Regions from separate parts of the Zea mays genome. Here region 1 is linked to region 2. A link is a contact called in public Hi-C data. All regions are on one chromosome and are shown on one strand. The core of a region is the stretch at or near the end of the contact, and the rest is flanking DNA. Distances in the headings are between cores, read along the strand shown.

The links. Hi-C and Micro-C count contacts between places; a contact is called where the count stands out from the background.
Region 1: a contact with region 2 is called in a Hi-C map of leaf, with 6 times the contacts expected there. The contact joins the promoter of LOC103646382 here to the promoter of LOC100277765 in region 2. A contact is called at or near these places in 2 of 25 Hi-C or Micro-C datasets (ear and leaf).

What each region holds. Positions count from the first base shown.
Region 1 is chr2:46,237,414-46,243,866 of Zm-B73-REFERENCE-NAM-5.0, forward strand. LOC103646382 (mitochondrial uncoupling protein 3) reads right to left here and starts at 3,063. Exons shown (of 2, transcript XM_008671113.4): 1 at 2,604-3,063; 2 at 325-1,145. The coding sequence starts at 2,981. The coding sequence ends at 609. It overlaps LOC100285076 (zeaxanthin epoxidase), which reads right to left. Exons shown (of 16, transcript NM_001157971.2): 8 at 6,312-6,426; 9 at 5,976-6,079; 10 at 5,754-5,799; 11 at 5,612-5,676; 12 at 5,412-5,501; 13 at 5,272-5,326; 14 at 5,066-5,154; 15 at 4,889-4,976; 16 at 4,185-4,745. The coding sequence ends at 4,653. LOC103646383 (probable fucosyltransferase 7) reads left to right here. Exons shown (of 2, transcript XM_008671114.2): 2 at 1-538. The coding sequence ends at 173.
Region 2 is chr2:45,833,505-45,839,581 of Zm-B73-REFERENCE-NAM-5.0, forward strand. It overlaps LOC100277765, which reads right to left and starts at 1,664. Exons shown (of 15, transcript NM_001151251.2): 1 at 1,439-1,664; 2 at 690-755; 3 at 553-601; 4 at 294-433. The coding sequence starts at 1,573. LOC100384264 (Myosin heavy chain-related protein) reads left to right here and starts at 5,051. Exons shown (of 2, transcript NM_001176829.1): 1 at 5,051-5,283; 2 at 5,450-6,077. The coding sequence starts at 5,062.

The DNA.
Region 1 (6,453 bases), core at 1,813-4,312, 410 kb after region 2:
ATGGGAAGGCGCCTGACACGCCGTGCAGGCTGGCCCCCACAATCGAGCCGTGTTTTCACTCGCCGCCGAACTACGACTGCCGGGCGAAGGCCAGAGGTGACACCGGCAGGATGGTCCGGCACATCCGGCACTGCGAGGACTTCCCACAGGGTGTCCAGTTGCTGCAGTCATGAGATACTGTTATTTAGTTCATACATCACACATTCAGATTTTCCCCTCATTATACTGTGATTAAAAGTTATAAATAAAGGTTTAAAGATGACAAACTTTGGACGGCGTACATAATAACTGCTCACGTGAGGGCACATGTCACACAAACATAGCTTGAGCAAGCAATTTTGTTAAGTGCAAAAGGAGCAAAGATGAGAGTATCGGTTTTTTGTGGAATCCAACTGTCCAAGAGTCCTGTATATTGTCAAAAACTCAAAAATACAATGAGGCATAGCAACTTCGTCTGTTTCCCCCCTTGAAAACAGCGAAGGATAAAAGCCCGCAGTCCAGTAAACCAGCATGAAAAGGGTTCGATCCTATAAAGCTACCATGAAGTTGCAGGAATGAACATTTCTGTGATCTAAAAGCCTCTGGAATGAAACAAAAACCCTCCATTATCAAAATGACGAAATGCCTGATGCTTGGCGCAGCTTCTCGTAGGAAACCCAGAACACAAACTGCCACGGGCCAAGCCTTGCCCATGTTGGCAAAAAACCCTTCCACAGTGCCGTTACGCCCTCATGCCTCAAAGTCTTGACCAAGCAATCGTAAGAACTCCTGTACATAGCTTTACCCTCCTTCCCCTGGTTCATCATCCTTGTTTTGATTACATCCGCTGGGCAGCTCAAAGTTGTCGCAGACAGCCCCGACGCGACAGAGGCCAATGTGTGGGCATAAAGGTTGTCAGAGCAAATCTCCTTGTGAATGATGAGATGCTTTGCATGATCGTAGCACGTCAATTCACCCATGTTGACAAGAAATGCCCTCTGTGCATTTGGAACAACCCCCTTCCAAAGTCCCCGGAAACCCTCCGCTCGTATGATTTTAGTGAGAGCATCTGCCATTCCAGTGTAACGTGGTTGAATGCCTTGGCTCAACATCCTGCTGTCTGCTTGCATCCTTACCTTGATGAGATCAGCAGGGCTTGACACCACCTGCACTGCAAAGTAGCAGGAACAAAATTACCTCTGGTGTTATGTAGCAATACAATGGGCAAAGGAATAGTTACTTCATCAAACATTAAAAAAAGAATTAATTTGGGAACATCAATACAGTGCCATATTGATTTTGGAGCATCACCTTCTAATAATACAGTACCATTTTACCATTGCAAATATTGGATATGCTGATTGTTCCAGTACCTTAGCAAGGAACTCTGCGAAGAAGCCTAATCAAGCATAGATGGCTTGTAGATATGCTGATCAGAAGGCCTACCTACTCCCAAGTCCCAATCAATCAAAAGACAAATCCCCACATATTGGACCTATTGTAGGATGTCTAATTTGATTTCCTTGCCCATTTGTAAACCAAGTAGGTCTGAACAGAAGTGTTAGTCAAGTCACCTTTCTGTATTTTGTGTAATCATATTCGGTCACCAAAATGGGCATCACCAGCCACTCCAGTATCATCTCATCCGACAGTATGTATCAAATGTATGATTCACGTTGGTGCATAGCTTAAGTCTAGATCTAGATCCTGAATTCCTAACACCCCTTAGTGCACTACATGTTTTGATTTATATCTGATAGTTCATCAGTTCCTTGTCTGCAGTGGACAAGGACATCATTCCTTTTTTTTTTGCAATGATGGCCCTATGCCCCTATCAGCAACTGTAACTGTTAAGGAAGATCAGATGTGTTGGACGCAAATGGCCACACTATGGGGGTGAAGAATAGAAGCACAGATACAAAGCAATACAATTTGAACACATACTGAAGTTGGCATCTCACTGTTGCTGCTCCTCAATGAAGTCATTGGCTCATCATGCCATGCCATGAAACAACTGAACCAAAAAAAAGGCTGTGTGTTGCTCTATCACCCACCACACTACTTAGGGCACATTTGGATACCATGGGCTAATTGTTATTTTACTAATTTTCTGCTCAAATTTAACTCTAGTGCATTCAAACAAAAGGGCCAATAGATGGACTAACCTTTTAACCAAGTCTTCAACTAGTTGTTAGCCAACTAGCTAGCCAATCATGGCTAATTTGAGCTAATTTTTAGCCCCAACTAGTAACTAGCCACGAGTATTCAAACATGCCCTTAAATATTGAGACTGGTGATAAATTGATGACAGATCAGTAAAAAGTGCCTCTCTCACTTTCGGATAAGATGTTGTCCATGTGCAATTTAATAGGTAGAACAACAAAAGAGTATATTCATAACTCGAAATATACAGCTTGAAATTAATCGAAGCATGTAAATCAAGTATGGTTTGATTAACATTTTGCAAACCTAGCCCAAAACAAGTTCTAACTTTCGCTCTAATTAGACTGTGAGAGTGATGCGCCACAACCTATCTGCAAATCTCATGTGGACTTACCGCTTACGGAATTGTTATTCATAAATAGTTTGGTGTATTTTATCAAGTCCATGTCTCAAAATTTTACCTGCGCGGCAACGCCGGAGAGTCCCCCAGCGAGCGCCTTTTCAGAAAGTCCAACCTCCCGCCCCTCGCTAGCGAGGGTGGAGCGAAGATGCTCGTACCCCACGATGCGAAGCGGGGTGTAGATCAGGTGGCGGAGGACGGCGGGGCAGAAGCCCCGATAAACCCCGCCATCGCGGACGAGCTCGGCCGCGACCCGGATTACGCCGCGCCCGGGCGCGCCGCCGGGGTTGCGGTGGAGTTGGAGGCGCGTCTTGACTGCGTCTAAGGGGTAGGTGGAGGCCTCCGCCATGGCGGCCGACACTGACGAGAGGGCGACCTTAGCAAGGGTCCCGCGGCGGCGGCCGCCGGCGCCGGCGCCGGCGTCGGCGTGGGCTGACATTGCCCCTGGGATTTGGGAAGCTGGTAAGAGGCCCCGCGGCGCGGCGTGGGTTGGGTTTTCTAAAAGCCCAATCTGAGTGAATCTGGACCGAGCAAAAGTGATCCAACGGACTGACCTGTGATCGTTCGCGTAATCGGCCTCGCCTGCACAGGCAGAGGCGCAGGGCCATGTGCAGCCCATTTCATAAGGTCCTGTTGGCTTTGCTATGAATTAGGAGCCCATTTCATATCGGCCTCGCCTGCACAGTTACATAGATTCATGATTTTGCACTCCATCGAAGTGTAACCTCCTAACGGCAGTTTGCACTGTACCAACTTGATCAACTCCAGTTAGGGCTCGTTCGATTGGAGGGAATTAAATATCTTACTAGTTAAAATTAAATAAAAAAGATTTAATTTTCTTGATCCACATGCAACGAATAAGGCATAGTCAAACCTCAATAGAAAGGGATTTAGTACACCTCAATCTCCTTCGATCCCTATGCAAATCACCTCAATCCCCTCGATCCATGTGGGGTCGGAGAAGATTGAGGTGGGCTAAATATCTTTCTATTAAATTTTGGCTAGCAAGGGATTTAATCATGGTATTGTCTGATAAATCAATGTCTATTACTAGTAACGAAAACAACCAAAACATAGTGATCATCATAGTCCACTAAACATAGTGGCCATCATAGTTGCTAAAACATAGTGGTCTATTAAATTTCCTATGTGGATTGGAGGGGATTCAAATGTATTGATGTGTATTTTGACTCTATGGATTTAAACCGACTCAATTTCACCTAGTCCACGTTGATTAGCATCAAACTGAATTAGCCCTAAAATGAGCTGTATCTTGAGGGATTCTAGTGAATAAGATACATGATGTAGATATATTAGGTTGTATTAACAAATTGTTAGTTGTAACTAGTTCTTAAAAACCGTAATGTAGTATCTAGATTGTATATGCCAGCAAAAAAGAAATCCACCATGCCGCGCGCACCTCTTGTCCGTACCGTACAAGACTAACCATCACACTTAGCGTTAACTATGGTTTTATTTTTTTTATTTAATTACTAATTCAAAATGGGCTAGGCCCAATTAAATCCAACATAATATAGTAAAATTTTTAATTGGATCATGAAATAATTTTATAGGAACAAGTTTTTCAATTCCTGCAGAAATTTTAAGGAAATTTCAACAGTTCGAGGAGCTGGCACTTGTGGAAGAACAAATCATATCTTATCTGACTCAGCTAATTGCTAAACAACTATATACTGTATTACATGATCAAAGTGTTACTGTTCTCATGCCGTAATTACAATATGGCTTCTCGGTGTACAATATTTCCGGTGATGGTACAACGATGTACACAGTCCGACAACAGCTAAATTGTCTATCCCTATCGTACAATCCAGTTCACGCAGAACTGCAACTTCATTATTTCAATCCGCTAGGTGCTAGTATTCAAGATCCTGTTTGGCATCTTCATGGATGCAAAAATTGCATGTGTTTTGACATATCTTCTACTTCCTTCGTTTTTTCATTTGTCACGTTTTAGTTTAAAATTGAACTAGCAGACGACAAATATTCGAGAACGAGTGTATCCTTTCCGTGATGCAGTGTTGTGTCTTTACCGGATGCTGTACAGTACAGTGTGGCTGATGATAGTGGTGGTAGCCAGTGTCTCCATTCATGCTGCCTGAAGGACTTGCTGTTGCTGCCGATTCCCACTTCTTGCAGATTCATACGGGAGCGTGTTCAGCACCTTCACCCGGAACATAGCCTGTAGGTTTTGCACAAGTTAATTATAGTTCAGAAGAACAGGTTTCACAGCAACTCAGGGATGAACTCCATCGGATGAACAATTGGCGAAATAAGAGGAACAAACCAAATGTGGAGGAAAAACTAAAAATGCAGTATAGCTACCTTCTTATCGGAACCAAACTCAATGACATCGGAGGGATGGAAACGAACTGGGAAGTTTGGTGGCACGCGGTAACGTCTACCTTCATTGCTGGACAATCATATGAAGGTCAGCGAATAAAATCTTGTTACTGAAATTGTTGAGGAAGGGCATAGAACCATGGCTCTTTCAGGGCTTACTCGGTAATCCAGGTACCATGTTCGCTTCCGAGATCAGTCAGATAGAAAGCTTTATTCTTGCATGTGATAGTAGCATGTCTTTCTGATATCTGCAATGAAGTTCAGAAAACTGAAGACTAGTACGAACAGTTTATGTATAGAAGGCCTTGTACAATGCAACACTTGAAAAGTTCGTTAAAACCTTGTCTCCATTTCGACTAACTAACCTGTGGAGAGGACAATGATAGGGAAGAAGCTGAATCATTAGGATCTGACCGGCTTCTGCAAAAGAAAATTCATTTGAATTGTTCCATAATGCTTTGATTGGGTGCAATTAGAGCAGAAATGAAATTGCTATTAGACATACCCAACAAAGAGTGACCTCTGCTCATCCCTAATTAAATGAATGGGCTGCAAGCTATTGCAGTTTCCTTCACTTGTTGCGATGAGGTACCATCTGCAAATAGTATTATGAATGATTTTTCGCCACAATTGCTGAAATAAATTAATAAATCAAACGCTTTGTTTCGAAATGAAATGAAAATAAAGAATAAACAAAGAACGTACTCTCCACCCATAGCTTCTTCCAGTGCGTCATCATCCTCAAACCATTGATAAAGCTGGTCATTTGCCTTCAGAATGATGCTAGATGTCAGTAAATATTAAATGCTGGTACTAAATCAAATTTACAGGCACTATGACAACATACCTTGTCAGAAAGTCGGCAGCTTAAAAGTCTTCCTTCTAGTTTTGAGCTGTACGCAATGAAAAGTTCCGTTTGATGAGTACCGATATGGTAATTGGGAACTAAGAGAGCCTGGGTGGTGTTTATTTCTTTGCGTGGAACATTTAAACAAATGTAAACCTATGACTATTGCACATGTGCTTGAGATAGGAACACATGACAGTAATTAATAATTTTGGTATGCACCTGTTGCCACCAAGCACCCAGCTCAACATCGTAGGCATTCCATACTTGATGAAGAATCTGCCACCGACTCTTCCAGGGTGTGGTATCCGCAACTTGGTCAAAAACTACATGTAAATAATTTTAGTATGCAGTTCAAGTAGTTTCAGTATTTATTTGTTCAGTAATGCTCTTAGGAGGATGGCAATGAGATGATAAAGTTCCGATTTCAAAACCTTATTTCAGAAATCCAATAAAATTGATGGTGACATATTTCATAGCTAATTTTAAATATTGCTGAAAAGAGAATGAGATCTGTGCATTATAAGTAACAAAAAAATGTGTATGTTTATTACATACCGATAAAGGCCCTAGACCAACACCCAAGTACGGTCTATAGGTGGTAGCCATGATTGCTGCCATTCTTGCCAGTCCATGTATAATAGCAACACGCAGCCTTCTCTCTTTCTCGTAGCTGCAGGCCCAATACGCCAACAAATAT
Region 2 (6,077 bases), core at 414-2,913:
TATACGGGCTTAATGCCTCTATAAGCGGTTCAATTGTTTTGTAGCACTTGCATTGCAAAATCTCAACAAAAGGCAGTATGACAGTGTTTTTTTAGCAAAAACAGTAAAGGAATCCCCTAATGTGCTAAGATTTTATTGATGTGAGAAAAGAAAAGGTAAACAGGTTTCTCTTGAGAAAAATAAAAGAAGAAAAACTAAAAGGCAGCCCAGAAGACCTGGGTCACTCCAGGATTAATTCATGGCAGTGTTTCCATTAAGGATTTTTACGAGTACCAACTACAAAGAATACATACAAAATCTTCAAGCGTAGACTTAGCTCTTGCCATCGCATCAAAACCAACCATCGGCATAGCTTGAACGGTTGATTTCTCGGCATGCATCTTAAACTTCTTAATTGGCTGGAGTGAACCTCCAGAACATATATCTTTATTAGCTGCGTTTGAAAGGGTCCTATGTCTTATCAGAGTTCCAGACCCAATCAACAAGAAAATTTCCGGATAAACTCATAAGGTTAATGTAAGATCATCATTACTTCACAACTATTACCACTACCTTCCAGATGGGTGAGATGCTGCACTTCTTCCAAAGTATTAGGAGTAGCCTAATAAAAGAAGTCTCAACTATAATTTCTTCATAGAAAACACATAGACAAATATGAACTAAAAGTTAGACGGTGTCACTTAGATTACCTTTCTTAATAGCTCAGAGATCAAAAGGAACTTATTCTCCAGGGTAAGAGAATCAAACGGTTGCACCTACACAAAAGATTTTGTGATCATAATTTTGGAAGTAGTTCTCGGTGCTTCTTTCTGTCCCATTTCAAAAAGCATGGGAATACTTGATGTTTCAGCAGGAGATACCCAATTCAGAGGAGCAACGAGAACAGCAAAGCAAACTAGTGTGATGAATCTGATCATTAAGGCAAGGTTGCATTATTGAAGTCTGGTCATGACCAATGTGACAAATCAATCTGGTCCAGTCTCCAGTTGACCATGCCTACTCTAGTGGTGTAAGCTCCTTCGGCCAGGCATTTAGCTAACTGGATTAAAACTACGAGAGGAGAGCAGCGAGCACACGTCACCAATCAACAGCAGGTCAATACAAAATCCAACAACTCATCAAATCAATCGGAACACTTCAGCGAGCTACGCGTGCGTAAATGCACAATCGAAACCGTATTCGTCGAATAAACCCATGAAAATGCTAAACGAACAGCATATACGCGCCTTAAATCCATGGCCTAACCAAAAACCACCACGAAGGACGAAGGCAGGGACGGGCGGCGGAGGGAGCACTATGCTATGCTAGACACAGTCCGTGTCATATAAAAACAAAGGGGAAAAATCCATTTTGCCTGCTTCGGCGCACTGGTAAGGATCCGATTGAATTCGTATATACGGTCATACGGAGGAAGAGGGGCGACCCCCAAAAACCGTACCATGAAGAGGAGGAATTGGGCGAGGAAGCGGTCAGCGGCAGCGCCGCCGCAGCTGGAGTCGGTGTGGGAGAGGCCGCGTGAACTCATGAGGGACAGCACCCTCTGCATCTTCTCGAGCTCCAGCAGCGCCTCCATTGCTGCTCCTCCTCGCCCTCCCCGCTTCCGCTTCTCGCAGTATCGCGGCTTCGCTTCGAGTTGCTTCAGGTTTTGTTCGAGACTTGCAAAGTAGCAAACAGAGAATGGAGGAGAGCGGAAATAAAAGAGAAATGAGGCTGAGGTTAATGTGTGCCCCCAGTTGGGAAATGCAGCGTTGGGTTCCAAATTCCAAAATCCTGAGGCCTTTCTCCTCATTTTCTCAAGTTGGGCTTGGGCTAAACTGGCCATCAGGAAGGAGCAAAAAGCCAGCAATCCTCTTTTTTTCATATTTTCGGCTTAACGAGCACTCTAGCAGGTTTGTCAAAAAAAAAAAAAAGGTGCCGTTACCGATCTGAAATCCACCTTCGAACGTAATTTCAACTGTGTGTGTGGCTCTTAGAAACATCAAAGGTGTCATTTGGTTGAAATATTGGTAACATAATAGGTAACCGATAACGTTATATTATATTTGTTTAAATCTAATCATAATTGATATTACGCTAAAAATAGATATCGACTTATTTAAACTTGTTATCATCAGTATTCGAGTGTGAATTACTACCGTTACCATTTACGTTACATTCCGTTAACCAAACGGCATAAGTAGTTCTCAATTGTAATGAGTAACAACATTGCAGTATCAGTACGGGGACACACGTGTAAAATTGGAGTGCGTAGAGTTTCTTCTAGAGACGTTGGCAGCACATTATAATGCTGAATTCCATTTCCATACACGTGTAGAATTGGAGTGCGTAGAGTTTGTAGAGACGTTGGCGGCACATTATAATGCTGAATTCCATTTCCATGTTCTAATGTCTAGTCCAAACCCACACAATTTTGTTATAAGTTGTTCGTTTCGGATTAAAGTCAACTATTCGAACTGTCATAGCTGTAATCTATGGAAACAAAATATTATAAAAAATAATATAAATTGTTTCGGATTAAAGCGAAGCCAACAACGTGGAAGTCTAGCGCACGCCTACTGGTGCTACAGTCAGAATGAGTTCGACTTTTCGAGATCAACCTGCCAAATTACGGGTTTCTTTGATACAAATAAATATCATCCTTGTTGATTACATAAGTAGAATCTAGAAAAGAAACATCTGAGGTAAGTTTTACCTGTGTTTTTTTAAAGAAGGGACACTCATCGAAAATACTCCACCGTCTTAATTTATAATTCGTTTGACTTTTGTGGGGAAGATTGATCGGATTGTCTTATTCAATTTTTAAGAAAAAATAAATATTTCAAACACATATTTAAAGTATATTATATGTTAAACGATACCAGAAGAACATAACAATAATAATGAAAAACTTAATAAGACGAGTCAATAAAACTTGATATAAAAAAGTCAAACGGGTTATAATTTAAAACAGAGGGAGTAGGATCTTTAGCTTAGTGAAAAGACTTCTCATTACTTAATTAGGTTTTTCTTACGAGAGGTCAACTATTTTAATTTTAACTAAATATATATTATTTTTAACTTTAACTAAATATATAAAATATCAAAAATTATGGTACATAGTTAATATTACTATATAGATCTTTTAATCTATTTTTAGAATACATTTATTCAAAGATACAAATTACTAATATTTTATATTTCATGTTACAAAAAAATCGTAGCATGAAAACCGAGGAAGAAGATAGTGTTAACTGTCTAAGGTTGTCTCCAGTGGATATGGTAAAATTCTAAACGCCAGGCCGTCTCGAAGTATTTTGGGCCCAGTACAAACCATGAAAATAGACCATATAATCTATAGTGCATAGAGATAAAATTAACCTAAACTATGCCCTTTCATATTTGATCTATTATCATATCCTTGTCCTCTTGTTTTATCTATTCCAAAGCTAAGATTCTTCGGTTTATTTTGCAAAACATCAAATATTTTTTTTGCTATGTTACCAGAAAACTCAAAAAAATTAGGCTCCAAAAATTTGGGAGCCCCGTATCGTCGGTCCACTTTGCGTTGGGCAATTGACAGGACTAATAAAAACGCACTATATAATATTATTTATAGAATAAAGTTTGAATTAGAAGATAAAATAGAGCATAAGTATATAATACTATTTATAGGATGAAGTTTGAATTAAAAGATAAAATAGAGTATAAGATAAGAAATTTATCGGAGATATGCTAAATAGGACGGCCTTCAAGTCCGATAGGCTAAACAGGATGGCCTTCAAGTCCGAGCAGGCCATCCTCCTACAGCCAACCAAGTCGACCACAGTCCACAGGTGCCCATCCTCTAGAAACTCGGTTTAGCCGATTTTTTCGTTAGCTAGGCAACCGATTTAGGCCATATTCGGTTCTACCCAATCCATATTGATTGAGGGGGATTGATGGGGTTTCAATCCCTAGTAAGTCAAAAGCTCCTCCAATTCGTATCAATCCCCTCCAATTTATATGGATTGCAAATAACCGAAAAAACCCTTATATTGTAAATTGGTTTTGATCTATTTTAACGTGGGGACGTCTTAGATTTACATTTTAGTGGTATAAGGTCATCTTCTATATACATGATAGGGTTATAGTCAACTGAGATCTCAACTTCCCATCACCACTATCTAAAATACTATACTCCTCGTCAAGGGTAAGGAGTTCTTGTAACGCTGAAAAAATATTTATGAAACTACCAGCAGAAGCGTCGTCATCTGATTGACTGGTTCAAGAGAAAGGTCCGTGTATACTAACGACGCGCTGAAAAAGAAAAAACTTAGACCTGCCTACCCCATTCAACGATCAACCGCTCTCACGTGGTCATCACGTGGCCGCAGCTTCAACAGAATTTTCCCGCAGCCCGCGCCCCACCAAACGGCGGCACGCAGAAGGGAGGGAGGCCCTCCCGCGCCGGCGCGACAGACGGCCACCCCCAGCTCCAGCTCCAGCTCCAGCCCCCGCCCCCGTGCCCGATCAAAGAATACCGGGCAAAACCACCGCCGTTGACCCCATGTCACACGCCGTGTCCGCTATCCAGTGTCCACGCCTGCCGCCCGCCAGGCTCCAAACGCACCCGCCTTTTGCGGGCCCTCGCCCGCGACGACGCACACAATACATACATGTAAACCGGACTCCGTTTGTTTTTTAATATATATACGTATCTGAGGCGAAATATTTCGTCTTTCCTATAAAAATAAACCGATTGTAAAATCTAAAATCCTTGCATTCCAAAAAGCCCTGCCCACGGCGTGGCTTCACCTTCGCCCTGCGCGGCTGCGCCCCTGCCCTTCCACGACGACGACCACGACCACAGCAGTACAGCACCCCCGAGTCCCCGACCCCGTCCTCGGCGGTGGCCCGCCAGGCCTTCTTCTTTTACGTTCCCCTCTGACACGGGTTTCTTTTCCTGGCCTCGGAGTCCGCGCCGGCCGCCTCGTGCCCGACCCGAGGTGAGAATTCACTCGCCCGCCCACGCACCTTCCTTGGCTATAGATCCTTCTTCCCCGGCTGATCTCTCCGTTGCCACTCCCTGTGACAGTGGCCTCCATGTGCGTTCTTTTATTGTTTGACTATTTAGTCCGGCGATACGGTTTCCTCAACTGGGATCCGCCATCCACCTCGCAGATCGGATCTCCTTCGAGGCCGGGCTCAGGCCTCAGGGGTGCCGCCACCGCCTCGTCCGTCTCCAGGGACCGCGAGCTGTCCCCTCGCCTCCAGCGCAGCCGCTCATCCGCCGGCGGCGGCTCCAAGGCGTCCCTGTCCCCGGAGGTACTGCACACCACCGCCTTTTGTTGCCATCTCCCACGCTACGTTACGCACGAAGCCGAACGCCTTTGGAACGGAGTCAAGACCGATCAGGGGCGCCGGTATATATTAAGGACATTACAGTTTGTTTTTTTCTAACGGCGGCGGCTCTTGGTTTCCTGTTCGGCAGAGGCGGCGCGGCGTGGGCGCGATGCAGCAGCGGGTGGCGCAGCTGGAGGAGGAGCTCCGGAGGGAGCGGGAGGAGAAGGCCCGGACCGTGAGGGACCTCGAGGACCTGAGGCGGGACGGCGGCGCCAAGGGTGTCGCGGACAAGGTGCACCTTCTGGAGCGGGAGGTGAGCAAGTCCAAGCAGTCGGAGCGCAAGATGCTGGAGTCGCTGATATACCAGACCAAGCAGCTGGAGCAGACCAAGATATCGCTCGAGGAGGCCAAGCTGGAGATGGCCACGCTGCAGCAGCAGGCGAGCAAGAGCCTCGCGTCAGCCCGGCGCGGCGGCGTGCTGGAGCAGAGGAGCGTCAGGGACCTCATGTTCGGCGGCGCGGACGAGGAGATCATGGTCCTGCGCGCGGAGCTCCGGGCGGCGGTGCAGGGCGAGGAGAGGAGCCGCAAGGCGCTGGACGACCTCTCCGCCGCGCTCTCGGACGTGACCGCGGAGGCCAGGCAGGTCAAGGCCTGGCTCTCCGAGGCGCAGGCCGAGCTGGAGGCCGCCAACGCCGAGGCCGGGCGGCTGCGCGCGGCGCTGCGCGGCGCGTCCGACGAGCGCGACCGCTACAGGCTCGAGGCCGACGAGTGCGCGG